Linked DNA regions of Mus musculus: region 1 is linked to region 2. The links are chromatin contacts, called in public promoter capture Hi-C maps. All regions are on one chromosome and are shown on one strand. The core of a region is the stretch at or near the end of the contact, and the rest is flanking DNA. Distances in the headings are between cores, read along the strand shown. Region 1 holds the start of AU015836 (expressed sequence AU015836). Region 2 holds the start of Pdk3 (pyruvate dehydrogenase kinase, isoenzyme 3).

Region 1 (6,287 bases), core at 3,726-6,225, 140 kb before region 2:
GTGATGAGGGTGGATGTAAGAGTGTGGGGGCCCTCTTCATGATGATGGGCTAGATGAGGTTGTCAGGCTGGGCTTTGGGTAGGATTTACTCCTCAAACAAGTCATTCTTGGTGAAGAGAGGCGACTATGGCTCATTCAGGTTTTCTTTCAAGATTTCAATTTTTCTTGAAAAATGTGAAACTGTGTCTTCTGGTAGTTTCTAAGGGCAAAAATATTCATCTGTTTTTGCTTGAGTAGAATACAAGGAAAGGATGGGGCTAGGGAGATAGGTCAGTGGTTAAGGGCACTTGCTGTTCTTCTAGAAAACCCAAGTTTGATTCCCAGTACTCATGTCAGGCAGCCTGTAATTCCAGCTCCAAGAGATCTTACACCATTTCCAGGACTCCATAGACACCCACATGGTAGACAGAAAGACAGACAGACAGACACACACACACAGGAGAGAGAGGGAGAATGAACACTGGAGAATTACTGTTTTTCTCATCGCCCTAGTGGAACTAATTGAAGTCCAGGTGAGACAAATATATGGGGATGGATGGGTAGCTAGCCAAAGTTTTGGGACTTCTGGGAAAATGGGAAGGGCTGTCTTTGGGAGGACGGGAGAGCATGGAGGTTAACATGGGAGAAATAGAGTTGCCTAGAGTTACACAAACTTGTATATATACACAAGCCTCAGAAGCTTGGTCGGAGTTGCAGAGATTAACTCTCAGTGACGCTGTATGAATGGTTTTGTGCCTGTTCCTATCATTCAGGTATACAAACACTGCAAGTTCTGCATAGTTTCCAACATGCTTTGTATTTCCTAACATCTGTTTCACATGCCTTAAAACCAAAGAGCGCTGGGCGTGGTGGCACACGCCTTTAATCCCAGCACTTGGGAGGCAGAGGCAGGTGGATTTCTGAGTTCGAGGCTAGCCTGGTCTACAAAGTGAGTTCCAGGACAGCCAGAGCTATACAGAGAAACCCTGTCTTGAAAAACAAAAAACAAAAAAAAAAACAAAAAACAAAAAAAAAACAAAACAAAACCAAAACAAAAAACAAAAAAACCAATGCCCAAGAAGAAGGCCAGCAACAGGAGATCTACCTCAGACTTAGTACCTCAACTCCTACTACTGCCTTAGCTCAATTTCTATGCCCACTTGCCACATCAACAAAATCTGCAACCAGAGCCTAAAGACACCCTTGGGACCTCCATCTTTTGGACAGCCCTAAAGGGCTCTTTGTGTTTTAGCAGGCCTAAGTAAGAGCGATGTGAACACCCTAAGGGGAAAGACTGGAATTAAAAAAAAAAGCAAAGGTGATGTGCGCAGGCCAGCCTGCACACAGTCTTAGTCAACAGCTTCTTATCTGATTTCAGGGGCCTTGGTCTGGAAGCACGGAGTCTCTGACTTGATATGGGAAAGCAGGAGTCAGAGTAGCAGCTTTAAACTAGGAAGTCTGTGACTAGACTCCAAAAGGCCTTTTCTGAGACCTGGGGTTTTACTTAACTTGTTTTATGAGGGCAGGAGGAGAGAAGCCACAGGGTACCTGAGGAAAGGAAGAAAGTGAACCCCACTTGGGGAAACCAAACAGACCCTGGAGAAGCAAGAAGACCTACCTTCCAACATTTTCATTAAACGGAGGAAAAGCCATGTGGAAATGTGGAATGGTGGGCCGAAATGGGTCAGCTGGCCAGACCCACAGTCTATGGCAAAGCAGCACTCCTGGAAAAGCAGCGAATGAACAGGAAACCAAGTCGTTAAATCTTCTTCCCCAGGCCTGAAGATCAGATGCCATTTTCCAGCCATTTCTTTTGGTAGTTTTTCTGATGGGGTGATGCTCCAAGGGCCTGGGAATGATTAAAGAATGACAAGGTCAAATGGTAGGTTAGTCCATTCAAAAAAGGCAACTGAGGACCAGCCTAGGACCAGTCCCTAGACCAGTGTCCTAATAACCAGGTGACTTTTCTCAGAAAGTCACCTTAAACTCAGAGCCTTAAGATCAGGGCTGGTGAAGTGTTCTGGAGTTGAGTGAGCATATCCATCCCTGTCTATCTGTCTGCTCATCTCATTCGTGTTCATGGGGCTGGATGCTCCTGGAGAATGGCGTCACATTAGTGTTGTCAGAATTTTCTCCTGAGTCATAGCAGATAATGTACTGTAGGTAAGGACCTTAAACTCATACTAGTAGATCCTCCATGAATAGAAGCTATATGTCACAGAAGACAGGGCCAGCCTCCTAGGGCATAGAGAAGACTAATCAAAGGTATTTTGCTTGGTGATGCTTGGTGTCATCCTTTGAAGCAGAGCTTATTCATGGAAGCCACCTGGGGAGATTTGAAAGAACGACAGCATGAGTTCTCCAGAAATTCTGCTTCATAAGCCTGTGCTGGTGTCTGGATAATGGTCACTTTCACAATCTTCCCAGGGGATTCTATCTAATATGCTAATACAATTGAGAATCAGCCTTAGGTATCAACCTTGCCACCCTGACCTTGGAAGCTAAGCAAGGTTAGTCCTGCTTTAGTACTTGGATGGGAGGTAGCTCAGTTTCTCTATATTATAGATGAAAACAATTTTCTCTCTCTCTCTCCTCTCCTCGCCCCCCCCCCCCGTCTGTGTGTGTGCCACCGTGTAGAGGTCAAAGGTCATTTCCTTCCAGTATGTGGGTCCCAGGATCGAACTCAGATTGTCCCATGGCAAGTGCCTTTTACCTGCTGAGATATTGCACCGGTCTAAATGATTTTCCTATGTGCCCAAACTAGATCCAATGGCAGGGTGTGGCAGCAAAACTCATAATCAGAGCACTTGGGAGGGAAGACTGGGGTTCAAGGCTATCCTGGAACACGCAGCCAGACCTCATTACAAAAAAGAGAAAACCTAATGGCTGGGAGGCAGCAAAGTGGGTAAAAGTGCTTGCAGGCATGCATGAGGGCCTGAGTTTGAATCCCCAGAATCCATCCGAAAGCCAATCATGGTAAGAGGAACACCTGTAACCCACGTGCTCCTTAGAGAAAGACTCGCCAGAAGCTCGAGCGCCAGCTAGCCTGGCTTAGCCAACAGAAACCCAACGACATCCTGTCTCAAGCAAGGAGGAAAGCAGACACCGATGCTCAAGGCTGTTCTCTGACTTCGACATGAATGCTGTGGTATGCATAAGCCTACATATTCATTCATTCATCCATTCATCCATTCACTCATTCATACATTCTTTTACATACACAATCTTAGTGCTCATTCTTTTACTTTTTTTTTTTTAATAAATCATTTCTTTTTAACTGCGTACTTCATTCAGATCACAGCCTCTTTTGGCTGCTTCCTCTGACAACAGTTTGGTTCCCATTTCTCCGGAATGCTACAACTGACTGTACTGAGTGAACCAGAGCCCCCAAACCAGGCCTTTTGAAACAGTAAATCAACAAACCAAAGTCCAGCCTCTCCTTTCCCTTAGGAAGGGACTGGTAGTCAAATGATCGGAATTCTACCTTCCAACTGCAGACACCCAAGAGCGTGGATGCACTGCAAACACGCAAACAAAACACAGCACAGCAGCCCCCACCCATATATTCCAGTGCCACTATCTGATCTCTGGCCTCTTCCAGTAGGAACGGCCTCACTCTAGCAATCTTAAGGAAGACGTTTTGGCCTCTACTTAATTTCCCAAAGAGACATAAAACCTACTAAAAGGGATACAATGGGTCAGCATAAATCGGCTTACTTACGAGAGACTTTTCTGAGTAACGGCTCTTGACTGTTGAGAAACTTCACATAATTTCAAAGTGGCAGAATCCAGGGCACTCAGAGAGGACAGTTCAGCAGTGGCCTAGTGTTGAGGGTAAGTTTCTGTATAATGTAGGTGCACACACACACCCCTCTTTTCTTCAGGGTCAGGCAAGCCGCCAAGACCTCGATCATCAAAGTAAGTTATTTTCTATATTACAGTGCATAAAACAAGAGAGGAAAGGATACTTTCATTGAGAGAGAGAGCAAGCGATCGAAAGGCAGGCGTTCATAGTGCAGAAAGTTCTGTGGCTAAGTAAATGGGCAGCAGCTGGGGCTTGTGGCCTTCAGGCGCTGAAGTACTGCAATTTGCCTCCAGAGGAGGCCTCAGCGGCGTCTGCTTCCTCCTTGGGTTTGGCTGGCTCCGCTGGCTCAGCTGGCTCCGCTGGCTCCTCTTCATCCTCCTCACCGAAATAGTTAGCCTCATAGAAAGCATCCTCATCCTCTTCGTCCTCTTCATCCTCTCCCTCCTCCTGGTAGTCAGCCTCGTAGTAGATTTCATCATCTTCGTCCTTATAATAGTTGTCTTCGTACTGGTAGTAGTCTTCATCGTCATAGTAGTCGTTATTGTTGTAATAGTTGTTCTCGTGATAGTAATCCTCCTCCTCCTCCTCCTCCTCCTCCTCATACTCCTCTACTTCGTAGTAATAGTCATCTTCATCTTCCTCCTCCTCCTCCTCCTCCTCTACCTCGGCATTCTCAAGCCCCTCGTAGTAGTAGTCATCGACATCATCGTCCTCTTCCTCCTCCTCCTCCTCCTCATCCTGCAGGGCCTCCTGGTAGATGTCCGAGTTGTCGTCCTCGCTCTCGCTCTCATTCTCTTCTTGAGGATAGATGTCTGGGTATTTCTGCATGCACTCCTTCAAGGCCTGGTACTCACTTGCACAATCGGACCCCTTGACTTCTTCGGTGCTGTGGTGGAAGCAGGAAAAGGCAGACTTGAAGTGTTCTCCACAGGGGCCGCTGGCCATTCCTCCAAGGCACGGGCAATTCCAGTTAATGCTGCCACTTGGCAGTATCAGTCCATACTCTGCATGGGGATCATTGGGCTCGTCAACCACCAGCTCGGCATTGCTGGGACTTTCGTGGTCTTCTTTGGTCACGAATACAACTTTATCTTTCTCTTCCTGCGGGCTGTAGGCCATGGTAGCTCCGGGTACTGCTTCGCAGTGCTGGTGCTCCCAACTAACAGCTTGCAGCTCTGAGCTCGAAATGCTGGAAGGCGTGGCGGTAGCTGATACACCTTCAGGCTGTGACCTCCCTCGCCCCTCCTCAGGCCTGGAGGGGCGGTTCTAAGGCCGGCACAGATCCGCCCCTTCAGGCCTGCTTGCTGCTGGCCTTCAGTATTTTTCAAAGGAAAACCTAACCTCCTGTTCTTTGGATGAGTACCCCTCAAAGGTCTACATGGAAAAGCTAGGTCCCCAGGGTGGTGCTACTTGCTGGGCAGTCCCTGTGGGGCTTTAAGCATCCCTTGTAGAAATTAGTGGACATCCTTAGGTAATTGAGGGTATACCTGTGAGGGGAATAAAGAGTCTAAAATCTCTCAGGCCCTTTGCATCCTGGATGATAATGTGTCTGATACTGCCTTCTATTCGTAGACTTGAATCTCCAGAACCATGAGCCAAAACAAAGCTCTCTTTACTTCCTAAGTACCCTGGATCAGGCATTTGGTTACAAAGCTCCACTTTTTTGAGGAAAAGTCTCACCCACTTTTCCTTCCTTACCTCTGCATCAGCTAATTGCAAACTTGGCTGAACATAGGGATCATCTGATGGCTTGCTAAAGTTAACATTCCCAAGTTCTCACCTGAACATTATTATTATTGAGTAGGCTGGCGTAGGTTCTTAGACTCTGTGATTTTTAAGATTCTCTTCCATAAATATAATCTGAACAATTTTCTAACTCTGAAATAAGGTGATTGTTGGTATGTTGTAAATTAAGGGAAATATGAATTATTTAATGTCAGTACAAAGGAAAATTAATATTTCCTTTTAATGATTTTTCTCCTGAGGGACAGACAACAATAAAAGATGGCAACCCTGCTTTATCAAAACACAGGCCTGAATTATTTTTATTTATTTATTTACTTTTTATTAGACATTTTCTTTATTTATTTACATTTCAAATGTTATCCCCTTTCCTGGTTTCCCCTCCGAAAATCCCCTATCCCTTCTGCTCTCCCCCTGCTCAACAATCCACCCACTTCTGCTTCCTGGTCCTGGCATTCCCTTATATTGGGGCATAGAGCCCTTCACAGGACCAAGGGCCTCTCCTCCCACTGATGACAGACTAGGCCATCCTCTGCTACATATGCAGATAGAGCCACGAGTCCCACCATGTGTTTTCTTTGGTTGGTGGTTTATTCCCTGGGAGCTCTGGGGGTTATTGGTTAGTTCATATTGTTGTTCCTTCTATGGGGCTGCTAACCCTATCAGCTCCTTGGGTAACAGGCCTGAATTATAACCCTGCATTTCTTATTTTGTTTGGTTATTGTTTTAAAATTAAACAGGTGGTCCTTAATGCTCCCTG
Region 2 (7,236 bases), core at 1,526-4,025:
CCTACCTCCAAAGTGTTGGTTTTAGTAGGGCTGTAGTGGAATTCAAGAGTTTGCATTTCTAACAAGCTTCCAGGTACTGCTTCTGTGAATGAGCTAGAGATTTATCTTAGGGTTCTTTTGCTATGAAGAGACACCATGACCAAGGCAACTCTTATAAAGGAAAACATTTAATTGGGGCTGGCTTACAGTGTCAGAGGTTTAGTCCATTATCATCATGATGGGAAGCATGGCAGCATCCAGGCAGGCATGGTGCTGGAGGAGCCGAGAGTTCTACATACAGATCTACAGGCAGCAGGAAAAGACAGTGAGCCACTGAGCCTGACTTGACCATCTAAAATCTCAAAGCCCATCTCCAGTAACACACTTCCTCCAATAAAACCACACTTACTGCAAGGCCACACCTCCTAATAGTGCCACTCCCTGAGAGTCTTAAAGAGGCCATTTTCATTCAGACCACCACAAGATTTCAAGAACCACAGAGAGGCCTATATAAAACCTTATGTGCATAACAAGCTGGAAAACCTTTGAGAAGATTTAAACTCAAGAGATCTAATAATAACTACTACTGAAATCAGCTGACTTTAATTTCTAGGCTAACCATTATCATGTACAAAATAGGACCAAATGTGCCTTATATTAGGTATATTTATTTTATTTTATTGTCACAAGTAAAGGGAGAGAAGTCATACATTTTCACCTGACATTAAAATAACTGAGACACAGAAAGGCTAGTAGACTAGTCTTAGGTCACACAGCTTGCTAATGATAGGGTCAAGTTTAGAGCTGTGTCCTTTGAGTCGTGGTCCAGCACAAGTTTTCATCACACAGGCCTCTTTCACATTTCCTCGACTGTTAGGACTGTGCCACTTTTTAGGAAAGCATAAAATTAGGCATATTAATTTGAAGTAATGAAAACATCAGAATAAAAGAATTTAAAGTAGGAGTTTGTGCAGCAGGAAAGGAAATTATGAAAAAGTTGATGGGTGAGTTTGGAAGGTTCAGCAGTGCTGTGCCACATAGGTGGAAAAAGTCTCTCCCCACCAACTCTCGGGGATCTTCATCCATAACTGCTACCAGTAAAACTCCACCTGTGGGCAGCACCCAAGAAAATGAGTAGACAACCTTAGGCCACTCCTTTTTGTCTGCCCACACACTCCCAACTGCAGTCAGTGTTCTGCTGTGTTGGTAAAACTGCCCTTTCCAAAGGGTGTTGCTAAGTCTCTTTAGGCTTTGCTTCGAATGGAAAAGGCAAAGTAGCCCAGGTATGTTATGTTGTACCTAAAAATCTGGAAATGTGGGAAGAGCACAGGACGTCTCTGAAGGCACGTGCTGTTTTTCTTTCAATTCAAAGAGCAGAAGCCCAACAGTTTCATAAAGCAAAGAGGCGCTACATAGCCAAATGAAGGCATGAAACTTTCCACTAATAATCAGACCAAGAAGAACTTTTACCTTTTTTTTTTCTAGTTGAGCTTTACACATTAACAAAAATTAATGTTTTGTGGTAACAGTTAAAAGCAAGCAGTAGTTCCTATATCCACATTAGGAAATACTGATTTCATATACTGAGCCATGAATTTAAGCTCACTGTCATAGAAAGACAATCTAGCACAATGTAATATATAGATTCCTGCACCAAAGTGGTAGTAGTGGTGAAACTGAGTCAGGGTTTTGTGATGGGGAGGGGTTGTGAAAGACACTGGTCAGTGGCTCTAATTTTTTTCCCTTCGTTGTTTTTTTTTGTTTGTTTGTTTTTTGGTTTTTTTGTTGTTGTTTTTTTTTTGTTTTTTTTTTTTTTTTTTTTTTGAGACAGGGTTTCTCTGTGTAGCCCTGGCTGTCCTGGAACTCACTTTGTAGACCAGGCTGGCCTCGAACTCAGAAATCTGCCTGCCTCTGCCTCGTGAGTGCTGGGATTAAAGGTGTGTGCCACCACGTCCGGCTCAGTGGCTCTAATTTGAGCCTTTCCAATGGATGTGTATGTTTGGGCAATTAAATATTTGTTACTAATCCCGACAACTGTCTCGGGGCAAGTGGATCTAGGTTCATGGAAACCAAGTGTTAATGACCTTCGTTTGTAATGGATTCCTTCAAAGGTCTTAGTGGTGAGAGAGGCATGAAACAGTGATCTAAGGATGCTGTTATTGGCCCAGTTGGTAAAGAGGGGTCTAGGACCAGGAACCACAGCCAGTGACGTAACAATACTGTTTTGTAACAATCCTGTCCAAAGGTATTCACCCGGAGTGAAGGTGGGCAGTCAGTGAGTAGAGCTTCCGAGGACAGGTTAATTGCTAATATACTGAATCCTGTCGCGTGTAATGTTTGTGTGTGTAGGGGGAGGTGGGGGTGGGACCAGTAGCTTCCACTTAATTCTGTAATTAATTGTTGGAAGCGTAGGACCACATGGAACAACTTAAAGCTGAGGAGTCAGCAGATCTGAGGAGGGCCTTCCGGAAGAGGGGCCTCGGGTTGGGGAGGTCTAGAGCCCCTAAAAATAGCTCAGGCGTGGGCTCCCAATGGCCTTCAAGTCTCGGAGCACTTCTCAAGACTTGATCCGGGGCGGGACCTGCAGGAACGGAGCTGGCTGGTACCAGCCCGAGACCCAGGAGGTTTGTGTGCGTGTTACCGGGGCTTTAAGGAAGCTTAGGCGGCGGCGGCAGCCAATCAGCAGCGCGCGCGTGCAGCCGCGTACCCCTTAGCGCCCCTCACATCCCACGCGCGCCGCGTACGTGCGGCGGCAGATCCCGCCTTTTTCAGGCGGGGCTTGGGAAGCCGCGGGCAGCCGGCCACGGCCGCCCAACTGCTGCCCGGTACTTGTGTAGGTGTCGCGGCAGGCGAGCAGCTGCTGGCGCCAAGGCCGAGCCCCAGGTAGAGGTAAAGCCCCGCCGGCGCCGCCTCCTCCTCGCGGCTAGGCGGCGGTGACCGCCTCGGCTCCGGTCCCGGACGGCTCGGCGGATCTGCACACTGCTCTAGTGAGGATGCGGCTCTTCTACCGGCTGCTCAAGCAGCCGGTCCCCAAGCAGATCGAGCGCTACTCCCGCTTCTCCCCGTCGCCACTGTCTATCAAACAGTTCCTGGACTTCGGTAAGTCTGACTCCTTGGAGCCACCTCCAAGGCCCCACGGGAGTGAGGGAGACGCCATCCTTGTCCTGCCCGTAGTTGGGGCTCTTACTTAAGCTTCTGGGCAAATTCCGTGAGAAGCTCCGGGAGGGGTGATGGGGATGCATGCCTGAGGGCCCTCCTGGGGCATAGGTTTCGGGTTTCGGGAAGTGGAGGGGCAGGGCCTGACACCCTCACGCCCAGCTTCGTCCAAGGACCCTCATTCCACTCAGAACTCTCCAGCTATTCATTACGAGCTTCAAATCTACTTGACTCAAACCGCACTCTCCTGAAAACTTCAGAAAGAGAACTCGTAAACGTTTTTATTTTTAGGCGTTTTTAATGGTTGTGTAAGATGTGTTTAGAAACACCTTGAGGTTGAGTAAATCACGTAGTGGCGTTTTGTTCAAAATTTTCTGCTGAAAGGTGTTGGGTAGCCTTGAGTGGCAGGACCTGAACGCCATCATTATGATTCTGACTTCAAAGCAGTCAGAGTCTTGGGTAAGAGCTGACCTGTGGGCTCCTGGCTACAAAGCAGGGGTTCTAGGACAACTCCAGCCTAAGTGTGAGCACCTTTCCTTACACCCTTTTGGCAGCTGGGCTAGTACTTCATTTTACATGGATTGGGATGGGAATGGAGAGGACCCCCAATAAAGTCTGAGGCCTACTTAGATGGGAATAGGTTCTGCCACCTTCCATGAACTGATCAATTATGTTTCCCCCAGAGAATGTCATTCTAACTCCAGCAGGCCGAATGCGGTTATGAAACACCTGAAATAAAACAAATATGGAACTCAGCATCCCCCCAAGGAAACTCAAGATGACTTAGGCTCTCAAAGCCTAGATCTGTTGAATTCATATGATTTAAATGTCATGGGATGGTATCAGTTGGATATAAAAATGCAAAATAGGTACAACCTTCTGGGAGGACCAGATATGCAAAATATGGTGTTGTCTATATTTGGGGGAGCAACACAGGGGATGGAAAGAGGTACAGGTTAGAGGTTGAAGCTGATGCCAAATTAAGTTTTAGAAGCTAAGTTACCAAAGATAGATGATGAAAATCTAAGGTGAGGGTGAAGTTGGCCTTTGCATCTTAAGTTTCATTTTCAAAAGCTTTTCAGTAGTTGGACTCTACTCCCTCTGGCTATGTGTAGAATTTATGTATTTATTCTTAAACATTTTATCTATGCACGAACTTGTTTGTGTGGCCACACGTATCATGGTGTATCTGTAGGATCAGAGGGGAACTTGGGGGAGTTGGTTCTCTCCTCCTGGCATGTGGGTCCCAGAGATGAGACAGGTCCTGACTTCACAGCTTAGAATGAAAACGTTGCTATTGCTATCAATAGGCATGTTTTCCTAACTTAGGGTTAGAGATGATTGTGAACACAGGAACCTTTTGTTAGGGTAAACAGACAGATTCACTCTTAATTGAAAGAACAAACGAAATGGCTCACTCCCACCTGCAAAGTTTGTGAAAGTTTGAATAGTAAACCTGAAATTTCAGTTACTTTATTTCTATGGCAGTATCTCCCATGTTTATAGGCAAGGATGTTATTTGAATAGGGAAACTGCTGTAAGGATATTGTTATGGTGGGTAATCTTATGTGGTGAGTATCTAGAAACAAATGTTTACTCTTTTAAAGCGTTGAGGTCAGGGCTTGGGGCTTGGGGCATGGAGTCGCGGGCACCCCGAGTCCTTCCAAAGCATCATCAGGGCTAGAAGCCATTAAGTAGGTGTACTTCTGGTTAGTCTGCTGCCTCCCTTTGTTCTGTATGGAATACTTGTTTAAGCCCTTTAAAAAGAATAATTTCTTGAATCATCTTTACTGGAAATGAGGTCTGCAAGAATACCAAGTATTCTAAATGGAATATCAATTTACAAAGATAGTATTGTAGCACCATTCCCAAGGGCAAGATTAAAAAAAAAAAACAGCAACAACATAAAAATTTATATTTTCTCTTTTGGCTCAAGATTACAGTTACATGATTCCAAATTCAAAAGATGTAAAAGGACCTATGCAGAAAATGTCTATGTCCTACTTCTGTTGGCTACTCTTTTTGCATAAGTTGCACCATATAGTTTTATTTCTATCTTGCTTTTTAAGCTTAATATGAAAGAACTTACTGTGTATGTACTTGTAAACTTCCTTTCCCTTTTTCTGACGGCTGAGGGTTCATATGGGTGTAGTGTAATTAGATACCTCACAAGTGACAGCTAGTGGGATATTTGAAGACTTTGCACAGTACTGCAGTGAAGTATTGTGTACATTGTAATTTCACATATGTCTGGGTATAGATAGGAATTCCTGACGGTGACCCTTTTTTTGTTTCTTGTTTGTTTGTTTGTTTGTTTTTTGTTTTTCCAAACAGGGTTTCTCTGTATAGCCCTGGCTGTCCTGGAACTCACTTTGTAGAACAGGCTGGCCTCCAACTCAGAAATCCGCCTGCCTCTGCCTCCCAAGTGCTGGGATTAAAGGCATGCGCTACCACCGCCTGGCTGATGGTGACCTTTTACATCAAGGAAGATACGCATTTGTAATTTTGATAATTGTTAACAAATTCCTTTCCATCAGAGGAATCTATTCACCCACCTATGGGGAGTTTCTGAGATAGAGTGCCTGCTTTTCTGTACTCTTGCTACATGGTTATCTGGTTATCCCATTTTAATGGGTGAAGTCATGTTTACATAGAAAGGTTTTTTTTTCCTCAAGTAAACTTTATCTTGGCTTTTTATTTTGGAAAATTGTATAGCAGTAGAAGAGATAGTTTGATAAACTCTTGGGTCGTTATACTGAGACCCTTGCGTTATTTGTAGATGTTTGCATATGCAGGCTGTTAGGTTTTATTTGGCTTTCTTTTTTTCAAAAGTTAGGCTTGTTTCAGAAAGATAATTTTTTTCTCCATTAATACTGATTTATTCTTTTGCATTAACTGCTCTTTAAAGATTTGGTCTAACACTCCTATGAAACCTTCCACAAGTTTCTATATTCTATGGTATTGGTCTGTGTAGATTTTCTGAGTCATTTGGAGTCCATTTGGATATATTTTTTTCTACAAAATACTCATTTTCATTGATTTTTTTTTTGGCAAGTTTGAATAGATTCCCCTCTCTCCCATCTCTTGTTCCATTTAGGTGCTCACTTTTTATTTTGTGCTTTAAAAAAATTTGCTTGTCTTTTGGCAGGTTTCTTACGTATATAATCCATTCTCACTACTTTCTCCTGCACTCCTCTCTTACCCATTTCCCATCCCTATCAACACACACACACACACACACACACACCACACACACACACACCCCGACCCTTCCTAGATTCATGGCTTTAGGTTTAGTTTTATGACCTTGTCTGACCATTGGATTGGAGCATTGTAGGGCCTTACTTATTTACTAAAACAGGGTCTGGAAAACCCTCTGTACACTAGGCTGGCCTCCAACTCAGAGTTCTGCCTGCCTCTGCCTCCTCAGTGCTAGGATTAAAGACATACAACATATCCAGTTGTATTTATGTATTTTTTTTGAAACAGTCTTGCTATGTAGCCTAAGTGAGCCTCTAACTCCCAGTCTTCATCTAGTCTTCTGAATGCTACAAGTAGAGGTATATACCACTGCATGCAGCTTTAATAGTATTGTCTTAACAGTCTTTTTTTTGTCTTTTTTCTCCATCCCTCTCTCCACCTTTATTTTAGATAGGGGTTCGTTCTTCTGGAACTCACTGTGTAGCCCAAATTGACTTCAAACTCTTGTTGATCCCTTTCTCTCAACTTTTTGGAGTTCTGGACTTACAGGCATGAGGCACCACTGTCTTCTTGATTCAGTTAGTAGGTGGTTTATTTGCTTATATTTATTTCTTAGTATGATGGCTTTTATGTGTGGTTCATGTTTACCTTGACCTTTCTGAGTCTCTCTGATATCCTTAGATTAATTTTGTTTTTTCTTTTTTTTTTAAGTTGGATACCGATTTCTTTTTTGCCACTCCCTTTTACTTCATGTTTTTTTTCTATTTTAATTTTAATTTTATTTTATGTATATAGGCGGTTTTTCTACGTGTATTTCTGTTGACCACTTGCTTGCCTGGTGTATGTAGAGGCCAGAAGAGGAAGTCAGCTCTCCCAGTTACAGACTGTTGTGAGCTACCA

What was found. Capture Hi-C pulls out chosen DNA fragments and counts their contacts.
Region 1: a contact with region 2 is called in a promoter capture Hi-C map of pancreatic islet. The contact joins the promoter of AU015836 here to the promoter of Pdk3 in region 2. A contact is called at or near these places in 5 of 39 promoter capture datasets (hippocampal neurons, liver, pre-B cells and 1 more), 1 of 484 Hi-C or Micro-C datasets (embryonic stem cells) and 2 of 9 other capture datasets (adipose tissue and pancreatic islet).

The regions. Positions count from the first base shown.
Region 1 is chrX:93,967,344-93,973,630 of GRCm38.p6, reverse strand. AU015836 (expressed sequence AU015836) reads right to left here and starts at 4,975. Exons shown (of 3, transcript NR_028320.1): 1 at 3,701-4,975; 2 at 1,598-1,828.
Region 2 is chrX:93,827,689-93,834,924 of GRCm38.p6, reverse strand. It overlaps Pdk3 (pyruvate dehydrogenase kinase, isoenzyme 3), which reads left to right and starts at 2,775. Exons shown (of 12, transcript NM_145630.3): 1 at 2,775-3,078. The coding sequence starts at 2,973.